Regions from separate parts of the Gossypium hirsutum genome. Here all the other regions are linked to region 2. Evidence: chromatin contacts called from public Hi-C data. All regions are on one chromosome and are shown on one strand. Each heading gives the region's core, a stretch centred on a gene start, on an enhancer-like site or on the middle of the called end of the contact. The rest is flanking DNA. Distances are from core to core; before and after follow the strand shown. Region 1 has its middle 15 kb from the start of LOC107886483. Region 2 holds the start of LOC107886480 (oxysterol-binding protein-related protein 1D). Region 3 holds the start of LOC107886478 (protein JINGUBANG).

The links. A called contact is a pair of places that touch in the nucleus more often than the background predicts.
Region 1: a contact with region 2 is called in a Hi-C map of leaf, with 3 times the contacts expected there. The contact joins the enhancer-like site here to the promoter of LOC107886480 in region 2. A contact is called at or near these places in 7 of 34 Hi-C or Micro-C datasets (leaf and petal).
Region 3: a Hi-C map of leaf shows a contact between it and region 2, with 1.8 times the contacts expected there. The contact joins the promoter of LOC107886478 here to the promoter of LOC107886480 in region 2. A contact is called at or near these places in 2 of 34 Hi-C or Micro-C datasets (callus and leaf).

What each region holds. Positions count from the first base shown.
Region 1 is chrA03:94,216,882-94,219,866 of Gossypium_hirsutum_v2.1, forward strand. No RefSeq gene overlaps it. Among protein-coding and RNA genes, the nearest start is that of LOC107886483, 15 kb to the left of the region's middle. Within about 2 kb of position 1,725, at least 1 of the 9 cell types and tissues checked has an H3K27ac peak or open chromatin away from gene starts, as enhancers often do.
Region 2 is chrA03:94,596,958-94,600,001 of Gossypium_hirsutum_v2.1, forward strand. LOC107886480 (oxysterol-binding protein-related protein 1D) reads left to right here and starts at 1,310. Exons shown (of 8, transcript XM_016810452.2): 1 at 1,310-2,379. The coding sequence starts at 1,867.
Region 3 is chrA03:94,945,473-94,948,642 of Gossypium_hirsutum_v2.1, forward strand. It overlaps LOC107886478 (protein JINGUBANG), which reads left to right and starts at 1,273. Exons shown (of 1, transcript XM_016810449.2): 1 at 1,273-2,854. The coding sequence starts at 1,340. The coding sequence ends at 2,662.

The sequences.
Region 1 (2,985 bases), core at 475-2,974, 380 kb before region 2:
TTTTAGTTTTTTTTTGTAAATTTGTCGTTAGTGGTTGTTATAAAAAAATAAAATATCTTTTTTAACTCTTAATATTTACATTTTTTTTATATTTGGTCTTTACTCTTTAAAAGTAAATAAATAAGTTTAAAAATCATTTTTCTCATATTTTAAATTAGAACATAAAAAATTAAAAAATATATTTTAAAAAATCTAAAATTATGAAAAAAAAACTATTTAATTTTTTTTAAAAAAAGTCATTTAAAATATATAAAATTTTCAAAATCCAATGTTGTCTAAATCAGACTAGCTAGTCGAATTGGTTAGATCGAAAAAAGGCTAGGTTATTGATCCGGTGGGAGGTAAAAAATCATTTGACCAATGAATTGGTACGAACTGGTTAAATTAGACTAAAAAAACTATTTTTTTTTTGAAATTTTGGCAATGTGTCTAGAACAGGATTGATGGTTGAACTAGTCAAACCAATTAGTTCTCAGTTCGAATGCTCCAATCGGTTCAAAGCAAATAAATTATTAAAAATAAAAATAAAAATATTCAAAATTATAAAAATAGGTGTCAACCGATTTTTTAGCTCTATTTAACTAGCTCATACCAGCTTACAGGTCAACCAATTTTTTACTTCTCATTGGATTGATACCCCAGTTGATTTTCGATCCAATCTGGTTTAGACAATATTGAATTTTGAAATTTTTTTATATTAATTTGTTTTATTGTATTTTTTATTTAAATAATTTTTATTTTTCATAATTTTAGATTTTTAAGTATATAATTTTAAATTTTTTATGATTTTATTTAAAATATGATAAAATTTAATTTTTTTATTTTTTATTTACTTTAAAGTGTAAGGACTATATTGATAAAAATTATAAATATTGATGGTTAAAAAAATAATTTATATTTTTCATAAGGGACTGAGATTTTCAAATAAAAAAAATTCAATATTTCAAAATTAAAATATAGAATTTCAAAAAAAAACATTTCACATATTTAAAAGAGAGTAAAATTTAGAATTCAGAATAAAAGTAAAAAAGAAATACTTTGCAACAATGAATTGTAGGGATAGACACCAATAACCATGTTTTCCTTTTTTATTTGCTTTCCATTATATATGTAACTTTTCTACTAATTTTTAAGAGAATCATTTTTCATTATTTGTAGAAGAAAGTAAATCAGTAAACATTAAAATCCCACTGTAACAAATTCAATTCCTTCAAAACTACCCTCTTATATTCCTACCAAAACAAACAGATTAGAATGGGGCAATTGATTATTTTGCTTTTATTTTTATAAAAGAAAAAAATGGTTAACAATAAATAGGGATGAAAGAAGTTGAAAATTAAATTTAAAATTTTAATAGAAAAAGAAAATAGTGATAAATGTAGTTATTTTGCATTCCCAGTAGAAAATGCAAGGCCTTCCCCAAGCTTGGTTATCTGGGCCACTTGTGGGCTTTAAATTTGCTTATTATTATTTTTTGCCATTTCACTCCCAGCCCCCAAATTATTAGTTGGTTATTACCTAGATGAGCTTAAATTAGAATAGTTTAGAACTGAATATGTATATTTTAATGTAAAAAATCACTTAACTTTTGAGTGTAATTAATTATTATTTTTAACTTCCCTAATTTTTTTAATATAAAATGAGATCACATTACATCAGAAAAATCGTGTAGAGATTGAAAGATTTCATCCAGCGTTGTATGAATGTAACATTGTCCAAAAGTATTGAGAATGTCAATTTTGCCAAATCATCTGTTATTTTTAGAGAATCTCTTTAATGAAACGGATCATAAAAGATTCACATTACTCCTTTCTAGATTCTTGAATTGCTTCCTTACTATATATCTCAAAGTACCATTTTTTTTCAAATCTCTAAATTTAGTATTTTTTGAATTCAAGAACCCACGCAATACTAGCATGATTAGCCAAAATGCTTTTATCAGTTGTCACAAAGGATTTGATGTAGTGGGCTCCTTGGCCGTCCGTTAATTCTACAGGACTGTCCATATCCAAATTTATTCATGTGAGATTGTTTACGTCCATAAAATGATGATGCAAGTTAGACAAAAGGAATTAAGCATCACACTAAAATATAAGGATCTTTGGTGCAACCAAACAATTAGTTCCATAAACTACCAATTGAGCCAATCATTAGGAATTGGTTGACTTCTTCTTCTTCTCTAAATTATTCAAGGGAATGTTAGGACTTAGTTTAGAAAATCAAATATTTAGCAACCCTATTTTATATTAAAAAAAGAAGAAGAAGGGAATAAAGTTGACAAACAAAGATGTGTTATTTGTTCCTTGCAGTAATTACGTACTTTTTTGGATTCTAGTCAAACAATCAATCTATTAGTATATTGATGTTTAGCATAATAAGAATCATTTTTGGAGTTTTCTTTTCGTATCACCCAAGTTTGATATTTTTGGAGCAAATTCCGTAACCTAATAGGCTCCTTCATTTGTCTTTTAATTTTGTTTTTTTTATACAAGGAAAATTTCAGGCATAATATAATCGTGGATTATCATGTAATATGTCAACATTAAAATTTAATTAATAATTTTTAATTTTTAAAAATTAATTAGATGTTAATATGTCGTCCACATGTATACCGTATAAAAACGTTAAATTTTTTATCCATTTTGGGGTGATTTGATAAAAGAAAATTATAAGTTCAAAAGCTAAAAAAGATAAAAAATTTAAATAAAAGACTAAAATAATTTTTTTATAAAATTAAAAAACTAAATAAATCATTATATCAAAATTTAATTAAGTTGAATTAAAATACATTAACCTATTATAAAAAAGAAAAATGAAAAGTGAAATTAAGGGTTTGAATAAATAAAGTTAAGGAAAATTAAATCTTATATCCAAGTTGTTGGCGTTTATGGGATATTTTTTTTAATTGGATTAAGAATTCACAAATATTTTTTGTAAATAGAAATTAAAAGGTATAAAAATTAAATTTATTATTAGATGTGAAAT
Region 2 (3,044 bases), core at 60-2,559:
AATTGAGAATCAGAGTTTGAGATTTGAGATTTTTTGAATATGAATACAATTTTTTTTAACCTAAAATTTTTGGAGATGACTTTTTTAACACACATGTAGTAATTTAATTGATTGTTTCAAATACAATAAGTATGAATAAAAAGTAGTAACTTAATTTATAATTTTTAAGTTTAAATACTAGTTAAAGTTGAAAAAGAAAAAAATATAAATACAAGTTGTCAAGGTAAAAAAACTTTAAATATATGAAATTTTATGCAAATTCCAAACAAAATTGGGAAGTCAATTCAAACTACATAGATGTTGACCGGCTTAATCCTTAAATAGATATTTGGAAGTCTTATAAGAAAACATTCGAAAGCTTTTAACTCCATTCCATATTTAATAAAATCTAATATAATTGTTGGAAAGTTTTCATACAAAAAAGAAAAGCGAGTAATTTTAAATTTTTATACAAGCAAATATTTAAAAGAAAAACAATTAGATTATAAAGAAAAGAGGATGAAACACAAAATTTAAAATTGAGTTACAAACAGACCTGATCCCAATCAATTCAAACTTACTATTAAAGACATATTTAACACTAGGTGATAACATATAATTTACTTATAATATTAAATGTTCATCTGAAAATTGAATAAACCTTTGGATTTAAATAGTAATTTGATTTTACCCAGGAGAGTAAAACCTTTTCCTTTTATGTGTGTATGGTCTGCCTTTTTTTTATGTGTTGCTGTTGAAAGCGATCCAGAGCGGGAGTGGCAGGCAAAGCTTCAAAAAACAATGGCAGGTTTCAGTAAGCATTAGCAGCATCAGCAATGACGTTGAAATTGAATATGTCTGACCCGCATCACACTCATTAAAACCAACTTCAATGATGCTGTTGATATTTCCACTTTTATTACTTAACCCCGGTTTTACCATAGCTACCATATAGTTTCTTTAATGAGGTAGGCAGACCAAATCATTAAAAATTACTAATGATTATTATTTGTAATGATTTGGTTAGATTAAAGTGGGTTTAATGAAATTAAGCGCAATTTTTTTATTATTAATTATTCAAATTGGTAAAAATGAAAAAAGCGAGTGGATTGCCGGCCTCACTGCTGCTCTATTACGGGCATCAAAATCCCCCATCTTTTCATTCATTAATCGCTTTCACAATCAGGTAAGAAATCACCACAACACACTTCGAAAAACATAGCAATAATTTTAATAATAAATGTGGAAGATAGGGACAAAAACGTCATTATGAGATGAACGGGGGAAGGGGCCAGATTTACCCAACGGACAAACACTCCCCCCTCCAGTTCTTCAATCACACACAAAAGCGCGCACGTTAGCTGTCTCCCCCCACCCACAATCATCGTCCCCCCGGAAACACCAAATCGTTGAAACAACCCCCCCCCCCAAAAAAAAAAACTCAACATTTTTAAATTTTTAATTATTTTTTAGGGAAAAGAAAATCCCCTGCATTTATATATTGGATTTAATTTTAATGACGTTTCGCTTAACCTGCGCATCGAGACCTCCCTGACTCCTATACTGAAATCACTGACCACTGCCTTAAATGGATCTGTGTGCGCACTGCAACGCTTCTTTATAACTTCTCGTAACTTCCCCCCCCCCCCTTTCACCTTCTATATTTCTACGTTTCTATGTCATTTCGAAAACGTTCCGTTTCGAGCTCCGATCGGGTCTCACATTCCCTCGGATCCGGCCCGGTTCTTCCCCTATCGGAGCTTCTCCTACTGCTCTTCCGCTGCTTCTCTTTGTCCCGGGCATTTATTTGAATCCGATCCAACGTCGTCGTCTTAAATGTAAGATTTGTTTGTTTGTTGTTGTTATTGGTTTTAAGTTTGGAAAGAGATGAACCCTCTGTGCTGCATTGCTCCGGTTTCCATCGATCGTGACCGAGCTAACCCGGTGGTTACCAAATCGGGTCCGCAATGTCAGCTAAGCATCGAACCTTCCGTCAGAACAGTTAACTATTCGAAACCGAGTTTCTCCTCTCAAGTCTCCTCAGTCAACGCCGACACTGACAGATCCTCGCCGTCGGTAATGAATCACACCTCCATGGCAATATTCGACGAACCTATTATGGGAGAGGTTAACGCCGCCCACGGCGTCGCCGGGATCCTGTACAAATGGGTGAATTATGGCAAGGGATGGAGGTCGCGGTGGTTCGTTTTGGAAGACGGAGTTCTCTCGTATTATAAGATTCACGGACCTGATAAGATTTTGATGAGTCCATCGAGGGAGAAGAGTGTACGAGTGATCGGCGAGGACTCGGTCCGGTACATGAGGAAAGCTAACTGGAGTAGCAATCGGGTTAACTCGGAGACAACTCACTGCAAGCCGTTTGGTGAAATCCATTTGAAGGTTATTTTGCTTTCTCCCTTCCTTTTATCACTCAGTTCTGATTTCATTTCCGCTTTTTATGTTATACTTATTGCCGTGGCAAAAGGGCCGGTTCTTTCGGTATTTTATTTGAAGGAAAAAGAATATACGTACAATAAACTTTCCCTTTTTGTAATTTTTAATTCTTCATATGTAGTCATTGATGCATGCCTTGAAATTTAGTACTAGAAAATTATGTTGGAAATTCTTTAGGCATTATTTCTTCCTATGCCACTTTCCTTCAATAGAGCCACTAGGAAGGTCCCATCGGACCGAAGCTAGAGACCGCGAAAGATCGGAGGATTAGTAATAGAGAAGAGAAGGTTCTTTTGGGTTAATTCTCAAAAAAGAAAATTCTGTGCTTGGATGCTTTGAAGTAAGGAATAATTGTTTTTGCGAATGTCTGCTTGTATGGTTTCTAATATGGAGATTTCTAAGTCCCTGAGGGGTGTCCATATAGTAGATTATAGCCCTTTACATACTTCTTTTGTCCATTATTGCGGCCATAACCATCGAAATATAGTTTCAGACACCTCTTGGAGGATTAGTGGGAGTAAAGAGAAGATCCTTTTGGGTTCATTGTTAAAAAAAGAGAAGGAAATTCTAAGCTTGGATTCTTTGAAGTATGCAAGTACTTGTTTCTGCAA
Region 3 (3,170 bases), core at 23-2,522, 350 kb after region 2:
TTTCATATCATTGATTTGTGCCCAGACTGTATAAAAATTAAATTGGAGGAAATAACCAAATCGTCAAATCAATTTAATCCATCAAGTTATTTGAGTAATATAATTTTAAAAAATCTACAATTAATAAATAAAAATATTTTTTGAACTATATTTTTTATAAAATATACATTAATAGTATAATTAATTTTTAATATACAAAATCTAGGGTAAATTATATAGATAGTAACCCAATTATAAAAAAAAATTATTTTAGACACTCAAAATAAAAAGTTTATAATTTAAACACTCATGTTATATAGTTTACATAGCAGTTAAAATTTTAGTATAATAACAATTTTATTTCTCAACTTTTATATATTATATTAATTTAATTATATACAATTTTAAAAAATTAACCTTCAAAATTTACAAATGTTCTCAAAATTACATAAATATTTTTAAAAGATATAATAATAAATTTAAATTTTATATTAATATTAATATAAAATAAAAATCTCTCACTCCGGTCCCTCTCCCTCTCTCCCACCGGAACTTTCCTTCCACCGTCCTCGTACCCCCACCCCCACCCATCACTGTCCCTCTATTGCTTCCGAATTCCATTAATTTCATGGCTAATTTGTATCCAAATACTTGTAATATTCCTTCTCATACTTCTTCTTAATTGCCTCGGGGGTAAGGGAACGGTGGTGGGAGGGGGTGAGCTACGGAGGTGGGAGGATTTTTATTTTATTTTATTTAATATTAATATAATTATATTATTAATATTATATTAATCTAAAATTTATTATTATTGAAAGTATTTATGTATTTTATATATTTTTTATAATTTTTTAAAATTAAAATCAAAATTTAAAATTATTTATAAATTTTGAAAGTGAATTTTTTTAAAAAAATATAAAGTGATATAATATATAAAATTTTATGACTAAATTTATTATTATATCAATTTTTTTAATTATCATATTTATCATTTATGATTTTAAGGAGATTGATTAGAATGACGGAATTATATACGTTAATGCTTTAATTATAAATTGTTTATGTTAAATATTGAGTTAAAATTTGTATTGATAATCCTAAATTCTATTTTACAGAGTTGTAATTTGCAAAGCAGCAAGCTGGGAAAGAGCACCCCCAATAAAATCACAAAACTACTCCTTTTGACGTGCCATTTCTTGTCCTTTTGGAGCCTAGGACTGATCGTACCATATCCACTCTCTCAACTCCACGTGGTATTACCTTTTTTTCTTTATATAATTATAAACCACAACGAAGGTCCTGCTTCAATCCTCTCTCGTGCCTAGCTTCTATATTTTGGCTTTAGGGCTGAAAGGCCGGCATGAAGGTCCGATCATGGCTAGCTACATGCACAACCAGCAGCTGCGCCACTTTAACCCACGACTCCACCATCCCGTTCCCTAAAAAACCACCGCGCTTATCGGAACATTTGGTTTCCGATAGTTCCTCCGATAATCGAGGGAGCGCCACCTCATCTTCAGCTTCTTCAAGTGACACGAGCTACAGCAGCCTCCCTAGCAACCCTTCCCTCCAGACTCTGCCATCTGTACCTTCCTTACAGCTTTTCCCTGATACCTTAGTCTTTTCCGTCTCTGACATCAGCGTTTCTTCAATTATGCCTCTACCCAACCACCCGATCACCTGCGTTGCGGTTCAGGGTAACTTCTTGTATGTTGCTTCTGTTAACGAAATTAGCGTCTACGATCGCCAAACATCCACTCTTCTCGATGCCTACAACGGCAACGATTCATCCTCCGGTTCCGTTAAGTCTGTCACTTTCTGTGACGGAAAAGTCTTCACTGCTCACCAGGACTCTAAGATCCGGGTCTGGCAAATGACCGTGACTAAAAAGCACAAGTTCTTAACCGCCCTACCTACCGTTAACGACCGCTTACGTCGTTTTGTTCTCCCAAAGAACTATGTCAGTGTTCGCCGTCACGTGAAGCGGTTGTGGATCGAACACGCCGACGCCGTTACTGGGCTCGCCGTCAATAGAGGTTTAATCTACTCAGTTTCTTGGGATAAAACCTTGAAGATATGGCGAGCATCGGATGCGCGTTGTTTACAGTCTATTAAAGCACACGACGACGCCATTAACGCCATCACGGCCTCCGTTGACGGAACGGTTTATACAGGGTCCGCTGACCGACGGATCCGAGTCTGGGCGAAACCCTCAGGCGAGAAGCGGTACGCATTGGTGGCGACTCTTGAGAAGCATAAGTCAGCGGTAAACGCACTGGCTTTAGACGACGAAAGATCAGTGCTTTTCTCCGGTGCGTGTGACCGTTCGATTCTGGTATGGGAGAGGGAAGATAGCGCCAATTACATGGTGGTGACGGGAGCGCTGAGAGGGCATGGAAAGGCAATCCTATGCTTGATCAACGTCTGTGATTTACTAATGAGCGGGTCCGCTGATCGGATGGTTAGGATCTGGCAACGTGGAGTGGAAGGGAAATATTGTTGTTTGGCAGTTTTGGAAGGTCACCGGAAGCCGGTGAAGTCGTTGACGGCTGTCAGAGACGATGAACATAGTGATGTAGTTTCGGTTATTAGCGGAAGCCTGGATGGCGAAATTAGAACGTGGAAAGTCTCGTTTTCGGGTAGCCCCTCGTCGGCGACGGATTTCCGAAAATGGAATTTGTGAAAAAAAAAAAGGAATTGAATCATAATTAAATTGAAAAAAGAAAAGGAAAAATTTGCGGCCGCTTAAATTTTTTCTGATATGGTCCCGGACGTTTTACCAACCCTGGATTATTTGTTCTTTTGTTTCTTTCAATTTTGTTTGCTTCCTGAAAGATATATTATTATTTTCAATATATAGTTCACTATTTCTGCATCATGTTGTTCATTTAGAAAAAAAGAAAAAGTTTAATTGAAATAGTATGTTTTTTTAGGATAATCAATTGCAATAGTAATTATTAATTAGATGTAGTAATTCTAAGTAATTAAAATAAGATATATATGAGGCACCGTACATGTGCCCATGTGTGCATATCTTACACCTGGCCACCATATCATTATTATTATTTTTATTTTGGTTGGTGTATGGAGAGGAAGAAATAAAGTGATATTAGAGTTTGTAATTTAAATGTTTTTAATGTTATACATTTTTTTTGTTATTTTAGTTTATGGGCATTTTAAGATTTTTTTTA